2 separate regions of the Bos taurus genome follow, and region 1 is linked to region 2. Evidence: chromatin contacts called from public Hi-C data. All regions are on one chromosome and are shown on one strand. The core of a region is the stretch at or near the end of the contact, and the rest is flanking DNA. Distances in the headings are between cores, read along the strand shown. Region 1 has its middle 11 kb from the start of TRNAE-UUC. Region 2 holds the start of CENPU (centromere protein U).

Evidence for each region. Hi-C and Micro-C count contacts between places; a contact is called where the count stands out from the background.
Region 1: a Hi-C map of liver shows a contact between it and region 2, with 1.9 times the contacts expected there. The contact joins the enhancer-like site here to the promoter of CENPU in region 2. A contact is called at or near these places in 2 of 11 Hi-C or Micro-C datasets (blastocyst and liver).

What each region holds. Positions count from the first base shown.
Region 1 is chr27:15,461,332-15,466,317 of ARS-UCD2.0, reverse strand. No RefSeq gene overlaps it. Among named protein-coding and RNA genes, the nearest start is that of TRNAE-UUC, 11 kb to the left of the region's middle. Within about 2 kb of position 3,012, at least 3 of the 102 cell types and tissues checked have an H3K27ac peak or open chromatin away from gene starts, as enhancers often do. A contact at or near this core is called in liver, where this site is marked.
Region 2 is chr27:15,161,856-15,166,809 of ARS-UCD2.0, reverse strand. CENPU (centromere protein U) reads left to right here and starts at 1,415. Exons shown (of 13, transcript XM_059882327.1): 1 at 1,415-2,615; 2 at 4,497-4,545. The coding sequence starts at 2,488.

The DNA.
Region 1 (4,986 bases), core at 1,763-4,262, 300 kb before region 2:
TTTGAAAAAAAAGTCACATTTATGATATTGCTGAAGTTTAGAGCTACCTCCTTGGGAGTTTGGGAACTGCAGAGTTAGCAGGAACAAATTATCCTCAGGTTCCATAATTTGCTAGCAGGACTCAAAAAACAAACTGAAAAGTGGTTATCCTCATGGTTATAGCTCATTTGGGGGAAAATATACAGGTTAAAATAAGCCAAGGAAAGAAGAGCATAGGGCAGAATCCAGGAAATCACTAAATATGGAGCTCTCAAGGTCCTCTCTCTATTTCCCTGGTGCCTGCGTGTAACACATGAAATATTGTCGCCAGGGAAGCCCACCCAAGCCTCATCGGTTCAGAGTGCTTGCTGAAGTTCCATTTCACAGGCATGACTGGTTGCCTGTGTGGCAACTGTGTGTGTATGTGTGGGATAGTAGACATATAAAGGCCGATCAGGAAACTTAACAGTAACAATACTGGTACATTCTTCTGCAGGCTATATTCCAGGCACTGAGCTAAAATAAATACTCTTTGTGGTGACTCTGTGAAGTAGATATTTTTGTCCTCCTTATTCAGATACTCAGATAAGGAAAATGATGCTCAGAAAAATTAAATGTCTTGACTGAGATCACACAACTGGTAAGTAGCTGAGCTGGGATTCTAAGCGAGGTTTGTCTAACCCCCAATCTCACGCTCTTCATGAAGGCTCTGTCCATGTTCTGGAGTCTTTTGATTTTTAGATACGCTTAATATAGATTTTGGCAGGTCGTGGAGAAAGCAGGGGCTGGGGGAATGGGAGGGGGGAGAGATCATTTTGGCAGGTCCTGTCCATGCCTTCGGTTCCTAATTCCTAGACACACTGGGTAATGTTGTGGAGGGTCCAGGCTAACTAAGCCAAATTAGACCAATGTAAATTGGCCAACAAAGGCAGAAGCATCACAGCCTCAGATGACCTAACCAGGTAGCAGGCCATTCAGCTTAGCCCGTGACTCTGCCAACATTTCATAAGATCCTCCTTTCATTAAAGAATATTAGAGGGTGACTTTCTGAACCCTTCACTATGTGAAGACTTGATGTACATGTGTAATCAATTGTTTTGTTGGTACCACTCATTTCAGATCTCCTCCTTAAAGCCATGTAGTTATTTGGAACCTTACCGTAGTGATTAGCGCTGCTGCTGCTGCTGCTGCTAAATCGCGTCGGACTCTGTGCAAGCCCATAGACGGCAGCCCACCAGGCTCCGCCGTCCCTGGGATTCTCAAGGCAAGAACACTGGAGTGGGTTGCCATTTCCTTCTCCAATGCATGAAAGTGAAAAGTGAAAGTGAAGTCAGTCACTCAGTCGTGTCTGACTCTAAGCGACCCCATGGACTGCAGCCCACCAGGCTCCTCCATCCATGCACTGTTTACACTCAACTTCCTTCTGGAATCTTTAATACTCTGTTCTCTTCCAGTTCAATAGATGGGAGGTTTCCATACTTTACTGGAGCTGTAAGCTTGGGACACTGGCAGGCTCCTGATACTGGTCACAGATCCTAAGGTCCTTTCTTCCTCTTGGTGGTCTGAGTCTCTGTAGTTTGTACAGCAAACATGAAATGCTCAGTGGGAATGTTAAATTATAATCACTTTAATCAGCAATACAATATTCACTGCTGTATAGTTTTGCATGTTGAGTCACGGAGCTCTCTTTTATTACAGTGAAGTGTTACGTTTGAAAACTCAGATGATCTTGATTATTCAGACTGAGATGAATTATGAGATTGTGTATAATTTATTAGAAGTTATATGCTTATAAATTATGGACAAATTTGCCTTTTCCCCCTTCCTTAAGAATCAAAGGCCAAAATAATAATTTATTGTTGGAATATGTTGACATGGTATTAAAATGTATTCGGGAAGGAAGAACTAAATTAGAGAGGAAGTGATAGTAATATACGCTTAGAAATGGGCTATTTTTAACGAAGGGGAAACAAGAACACATACATAGATAGCTAAGGCTGTTTTTCTACAGTTGAAAAAAATTTTTTTTTCATGACAGTTAAAACAGAATTTCTTATCCTTGTCTTTTACCATAAACTATGACAGGAGATGAGAGCTGCAATTTTCTGAAATTTTGTCCCATTTAAACTCCTAAAATGTTTATTTTAAATCTGGAAAGCATTAAGACAAATTTCTCCTAGGGTGTCTTCAGTGTCATTTAGATTTAGACCATCCCACAATCCGTCGTCTGATAATTAGAAGGCAGTTGGCTTTGGCATCAAAGTTCCACCGATGTTACAGTTGGAAGGTTCAGATACAGAGAGATTAAGACGTTGGCCCAGAGTCTCTCAAACACCGAGTTGGTTTAGGGTTTTGTTTTTTTCTGACCAACTTATCTACGGCTTAGAAGAATTAGTCTAATTTTCTAAGCACTTAACTTACCATCAGACAGGAGTTTAGTCTTCTTATAAAGTTTTTATGCTTGTTTGAATGTTGTCACTTAAAATTAAGGCCTTAATAATCATATAAAAATTCCAGAGAATGTTTCAAATATAAAAGTAATAGGAGGAACAAAAAAATTTTAGCTTAAAAAAATTACAACAGCCATGACTTTCTCCCTTTCTGAACCCACCCCATACTCCCTCAAAAAAAAAAACACAAAAACCTCTGCTGAAAGAAGATCACACTGGAAATATAAATACACTGTTTGTGTTTCATAAATAAGAACTAATTCATGGGGAGGAATAGGTATGAATTATAGGAAAACCAAAAATGAGTTGCAGATATAAACAAAGGAAGTCAATTAAAATATAGGTACAAAAAAAGAAGAGACTTAAAATAATAAACTATTTCTTTGGAATCTTATTTTCAAAGTGCTTTACAGATTTCCATTTTTATAGTATTCTGTGAGTTGAGTGGAGAGTTAATATTCTTAACTGGTATTTGATAACCAAGATCACAAAAAGATAAAATATACTAACTTTCTGCACAGTCTCCGAGCCTGCAGCTGAAGCAGCAAGAGGACCTATGTCCTAAGACTGAACCTTGTACTTTGTCCTTGTTCTACTCTGCCTGTGGCAGTCTGCCTAGGGGATGGAGACCCTACAGGGGTTAGCTGGACCAACTGAGCAGGGGCCATGACAAAGAATAGCATAGGCCTCACTCCACGTCAGGCATAGAAAGGGAACAACTAATGGGTAAGAAGAGTCAAGTGATATTGATCCGTGGCTCGCCAGGGTTGAATTCAGTACATGTTCTGCTGTCTCCTGGGTGCCAAGATTTGACAGAAAGGGCAAAGGACAACTTGAACAATGTGGGGTGGGCGGGTGAAACCTCCATTCATTGTCGTTCACGTGGGAATGGAGTGCTCAGAATGAGGGAAATCTTGACAAGGCTCCCTGCGGGTAACAGCCCCTGGTTTCTTATCAGAAACCCGATATTCAGCGCTTTTTTCTCTTCACCGCTGGGGTTGGAAAAGTGTGTGAGGAGAGCATGCTGGTACCAGAGAGGAGAGATTTTTTTGTAAAAGAAGATCTTTGTTCCTAATGGAAAAAAAGAATAAAAAGACAAAATTCAAAAGGAAAGGACAAGACCTAAAGTCAGAAAAACATTTTGGAAAATAGGCTAAGTGAAAAAGGAATAAAGTAGTCCTGGGTCACTAGAAAACACGATTCGGGGTAGTGGTGATTCGCAATGGAAAGGAAAAGAACACAGTTCAAGAGATTGAATTGTAATGAGAAATCAGACACAGCCAATATATCCAAGACCAAGGGGTTGGCTTTATAAATTATGGTACATCTACACAAGGAATACTATATAGGCTTTCAAAAAGAATCAAGTATACAAATGTTAACACAGCTATCTGAGACTGATTTAGTCTCAGATAAAATAAAATAAATTTATAAAAATAAAATGACAGAATAATTTTTGAAGTATAATTTTATTTTAAAATAATAACATATGTTAGTATACATACGATAAAAAATCTGGAGGATGAAGCATCAAGCAGTCAAGGGTAGTTATTTCTGAGTGAGGGAGGGAACCTTTACTGTGGAAGAGTGTTATGTTTTATATTATATATTTTGGGCCTTTTCAAAAAATTTTTTTATAAAATTCATATAATTTTCATTGTACATTAAGAAAAAAATCAATAATATAGAAATAAGTTGCATCACAAAGAATAAGATACATAAAGTTGAAGAGATATATTACATTAAAACTTAACACTGAATTAATTTATACTCTATATTTATATCTATGTTTTTATCCATGAAGTGGTGATTCCAAAGTAAAGGTTTTAATTCCATTTAAAAATGTTTGTAGGTTTAAAATGACAAGTGATAGACTTTTAATAGATGATAGTTATGATTATAAAGATGTTCTTTATTATACTATATTTACAGACATAATCCATAATATGATTTACCTATTGATGTACTTAATACTTTTTCAATGATCCATTTTCATTAACTTGAATTATTACCTTCAACTCTTCTGCTATATTTTGTAATTTTCAAAAAGCAACTCTAATTGCTTTTAACTTAAAGAGAATCCTTCCCACAAATCACAAAGAGGAAAGGGAAAGCAAGAAATATTTTATAACAAACTACACTTAACAGAATATTTTAAATCAGATTTTAAGAAACCATTAGAAGAGAAAGAAAACGCTAAGCGGATTGCAATGGTCACCCTGCTCAGATGGATCTAATTGTCCTAAATTTTGAACTAACTAGATTGGGTTACATATGAAAAAGAGAGTAATGATAATCTCACCTGAGAGTTAGGAGGGAACAAGTACTAGACAGAAAAAGTTAAATCCTTTAGCTTTTGTCATGTTCAAAATGACCAGGAAGTTGTATTCCAATTTGTTTGCATATTGCAGTCAGGTCCAACAGAGTTCTATTTAATAGGATTTCATCTATAATCCACTCAAATAGGGTCGGGGCTCTGTCTCAAATTAATGCAAGCATAAAATGAATTTGTCTAAAATGAAAAAACTTTCACTGGGACTTAAAGTATGATTTCGGA
Region 2 (4,954 bases), core at 166-2,665:
ATGACTGAGCGACTTCACCTTCACTTTTCACTTTCATGCATTGGAGAAGGAAATGGCAACCCACTCCAGTGTTCTTGCCTGGAGAATCCCAGGGATGGGGGAGCCTGGTGAGCTGCCGTCTATGGGGTCGCACAGAGTCGGACACGACTGAAGCGACTTAGCAGCAGCAGCACGGTAGAAAAAACATGGAAATGAGAAACACAAAATCAGAACAGTGGTTATCCTTGGAAGGAATGACTTATTAATTTCCTAATCCACTGGTGAGCACACGGATGCTCTTTTTTTGTTGTTGTTAAAGCTTTTAAGTTTCAACCATTTTCTTTCTTTCTTAATTTGTATTTACTTATTTTAGTATTTTGGCTGTACTGTGAGGCATGCTGGATGGTTCTTCAACCAGGGATGGAGCCTGGGCCTCTGCATTGAAAGTGCTGAGTTCTAACCAGTAAGACACCAAGGAACTCCCAAGTGGCCATTTTTATTTTTATATTATATGTGCTATATTCTTGTGTATGCATGAAATGTAATTTTTTATTGTGGTTAAATGTACATGACAAAGCTTAGCATTTTAACCATTTTTAACTGTACAATCTAGTAGCCCTACTTAAGTGATTCACAGTTAGGCAGCCACCCACTATTATTCATTTCCAGAACTTTTTCATCATCCCAAACTGTGGTTTTGGCGTCACATCCAAGAAATCATAGCCAGATCCAATGTCATGAAGCCTTTACCCTGTGTTTTCTTCTACGAGTTTCAGCTCTTACAGTTAGGTCTTTGACCCATTTAAGTTCATTTTTATTTATGGTGTGATAAAAAGTCCAACATCATTCTTTTGCAGGATTATACGTTTTTAAAGAGAAAGCAGAGAATCAGAGCATATTAGAAGGGGTCCTCCCCGTTTACGAATAAAAACACTGGGGTAGAAATAAAATAATAAGCCAAGCTCACACAGCTGATTCAGTACCAGCGGTACTGAAAGCCTAATCCTGTCAATTTTCAATGCACGACACCAGACAACTGCGCAGGCGCCTAAGCACCCGGCGGGAGGACACCGGGTTTGGATTCGCCCCTCGGCGGCGAGCTCGCGCTTAGGTAGCTTTACCGCAGTGGCTCCTCCCTTCCCCAACCCGGGGGCGGGCCCTGGCGGAAAACTTGCATGGCGGACGGGTAGGCAGAAAAACCAGGTAAGGATTTAGCGTCTCGAGGGGGCGGGGACCGTCAGCAACTAATTGTAAGGCGTGGACTCCAGCTCTGTTCTCGCATATTCCAGGCTGCATTTTCTCTAGCGCCTTAGGATGGGGCGGAGCCCCGGCCCTCAGACCGACGGAGCCGGGAGGTGGGGCCGGGGACGTGTTGGGGGCGGGGCGTTTCTGCATGCTCGGCCTGGATTGGCCGCCGGGAGTAGCGCGAGGTTTGGCGGGAGTTTTTGCGTTGGCGCCGAGCGCTGCGGGCTGGAATGGATCGGCCACGGCCTGCGCGGCTGTCGCAGTAAGTTCTGCGGGCCGTCGTAGCGCCGCCGGGGTCCCCCCCCTTTATTTTCCTCTTCCTCCGGGCTTGGGCTTCTCGAGCTCCCTGGCTCTGCCTCTGCGCACCGTGTCCGAGCGACTGACCGCCCGGGGCCTTTCTGTAAAGTGGGGATAACGTCCCCACCGTGACAGAATTGCTGGGAGGTTGAAAGGCGTCCGCTTACAGCCGTGTCTGGCGTGGGGAGAGGCGTCGGCTAGCGTCCCCTTACTTTGTGCGGATGAACGTGCTCTAAAGTAGACGCCAGGTGTTCTGAAACTATCCCACGAATAGTAACTTAAGGAGTACCTACTACTTGCCAGAATTCACCTTCTAGCAAGAACACTAGCATTGACACTCGGGCTGGAGTCAGTATGCTTATTTTCAAGACCCTGCTTGTTTTTGTAACACAAACCACAGACTGTAAAGCTGAACTAAGTCGGCGGGGGAGCCCAGGCTGCCTCTTGTTATTTTTAAAGGGGGGGACTCCAGCCACGATGGTTCAAGCTTTTTTTTTTTTTAAGCTCAAAAGATATGCAGGTTAAAATACGTTGCCTATCTGCTCTCTAAAACGTTATTTTTCTCGGAGTCATTGCCAAGTGTTTCTGGAGGTGTTTGAAGCACATCCAGGGCTCTGCCTGGGCCTGGCTTGGAGGGGCCTTGGCAGGCCTGGGCTGGTCCTCAAGGCCGGAGGAGTCCCACCTGGGCGGTGCGAGGGCTGCTGGAGAAGGTGCAGTTTGTAGATGCAGCGTGAGGGTGCAGGAGAGCCAGTGTAGGGAACAGGCTGGAGCAGGACAAAGCAGGGTGGTGGAGTAAACAGACTAGGCTCCTGTGGCCAGCGGGTAGGACCAGACTCTCCCAGAGAGGATTGGGAAGGAGTAAGATGCTTGAGACTCAGCTGACATAGTGGTGTCGGTGGTTTGGTCGCTAAGTCCTGTCCGAGTCTTGCAACCCCATGGACTGTAGCCCACCAGGCTCCTCTGTCCATGGGATTCTACAGACAAGAATACTGGAGTAGGTTGCCATTTCCTTTTCCGGGGGATCTTCGCAACCAGCAATGGAACCTGGGTCTCCTGGGTTGCAGGCAGATTCTTTACCAGCTGATCTTTATCAGGTATGCCAGTAGGGGGTTTCTCTCTCCCTCCCCCGCCCCTCCCCACGCGGTACACACACATATAGCATTTTTGTCTTTGATCGAAACTCATGAAATTTGTTCATCCCTCCCCCGGAAACGCAGTAGTATGCCTACACCAAAATTTTTCCATGTGTTATCACAGAGGTTTCTGTCTTTTGGTAACCTCACCTTCCTCCTAGCCTAAGGTGAGGAGGAAACTTGACCACATTGTTGAGCAAAGACAAGGCAGGAAAGAGTGGGTTAAGACCTTATATGATGTGCCTTCTAGTCCTGTTACTTGGCTGTGTGACCACTGATGTCAGTTAACTTTTCTGAACCCCAGAATCATAAAGGCTGTAAAACGAATACCTGCTCCATCTTCTTTTTTGGGTCTGAGAATCAAATAAAGGATTGTTTTTTTCAAATTGTGGTGTCTTGAGCAGCATTAGCAGCCCCGGGAGCTTGTTAACAATGCAGGGTCCATCAGGCGCCATCCCAGGTTTATTGAATCAGCCACTCTGGAGGTGGAGCCAAGCAGTCTTAACAGCTTTCCAGGTGATTCTGATTCCTGATGTTTGTGACCCACTCCTCAGTTTTCCAACTTTTTCTTTTTACTGTAATTCACAGTATTAATAGTTTACATCACAATGGATACACAAGTGTGCACGTATGATAAAACACAAGTTTTAAGAAATCTTAATTTTATGTCCCCTTGTATTTCCTTTAAAAAAAAATGCTAGAACAAGAAGAAAATTTTTAAAGGAAACAACAGCAAAACAAATTTTAAAAAAAGCTGGGGAAAACCTTAAAGGACATGACAGGGCAATTGATAACATTTGGATATGGACTGTAAATTAGACAATGATGTCAGTGTTAAATTTCTTGCTTTGGAAATTGTGCTGTGACTACACAGGATAATGCCCTCTTAGAAAAGACACACGTGTGTCCCCAGGTTACCGTACACAGACACACAGGAAGCCGGTGAGACAAAATGAACAGTGGGTGAAGTGGGGTAAAGGCTGTACAGAAGGTTCTCAGACTCTTCTCAAAACTCGTTCAGACACTAAATGGACTTTGCTCTTTGTTAACGGGTGTGTGCAAGGTTCATTTGAAAGTGGAGGGTCTGTGCAGGGTGGTGCAGGATGTCCTGTTCCCTGGCACCATGCTGGAGCCCATAGGGTACTCAGCCCACAGTCACCGGCAGAGGTATTTCCCGTGTCGCTTATTTTCACTTATTCTTTGGGTCTCTGTTGTGACATCTGGTTTACTTAAGCTGATTAAAGATGCAACTTTATCCTTTCATCCTGATGCCCTCTGGAGGGATCCTGAAGGGGAGGGAAGAGGGCAGCTCTGGGTATGGACTGACAGCAGATTTTATCATAGGCTTCCCTCCTTCCCAGCCACCTGCGGCTTTGGGCAAACATGCTTCTGGATGGAGGGATTCACTTCTACCTGGAGGACCGTTAAGGAGCTAAATGAGAACACCTGTGTGAGAGAGCCAGGCACGGGATGCATCAGGGTCCGGTGCTTAAGAAAGACGCACCTCTAGCACATTTCTGCAGGATGCCAGCCTTGGCTGTTGATGTGACTTCAGGGACACGGGTGATGGCAGGGTTAGTTCTCTGTGCCCTGAGGGCAGAGCTATGTTATTTATATGTGGGTAGTATGATTTGGCCTATAAATTATTTATGCGTGGGAGATGTGGCTTCTGCTTTCCAAAGGGTTTGCCATTACCTGAATTTCATCGCGTGCACATTGTTAGTGCAACTAACAAGGAGAGTAACTTGGAAAGAAAATACTTGGACTCCATCGCCAGTTCTAGTGTTTCCCCAGTTATTTTAAAGTATTTCCTAACTTGTGTGTGTGTTTGCTCTTTCCTAGTGCGAGATTTTCGAAGAACCATTCAGGCAGAACACATTCCATGAAAGATGTAAGTTATCATTATATATTTTAATGTAATGCTCGTAATTGAAAATGCAAAATAACATTTTGTGGGAGACTCAGTATTCCGTCGACTTGGTAAGCTCTATTTTCTTGTAGTGGAAAAGTATATTCATTTTCCTTGTGTTCGTTCCAGTACAAGTGAGAGAACATTAACATTTTAAATCTTTTTTTCTGGGCCTAGGTTTCATTTTCATTTGGATAATTGGCATCGTTTAAAAATTGTGCAGTGTTCTGTATTTTGCTTTTTTCACTCGTAGCCATTTCTCCATGTTAATAGTTTTCCACAGTTATGGTCTCATCATCTTCCATGTAGTTTTACTCACATGGTATTTTTACTGTAGGCTGGGGTGAGCCTTAGAAATAAATGTGTGAAGGCAGGGGCATTTCTTTAATAC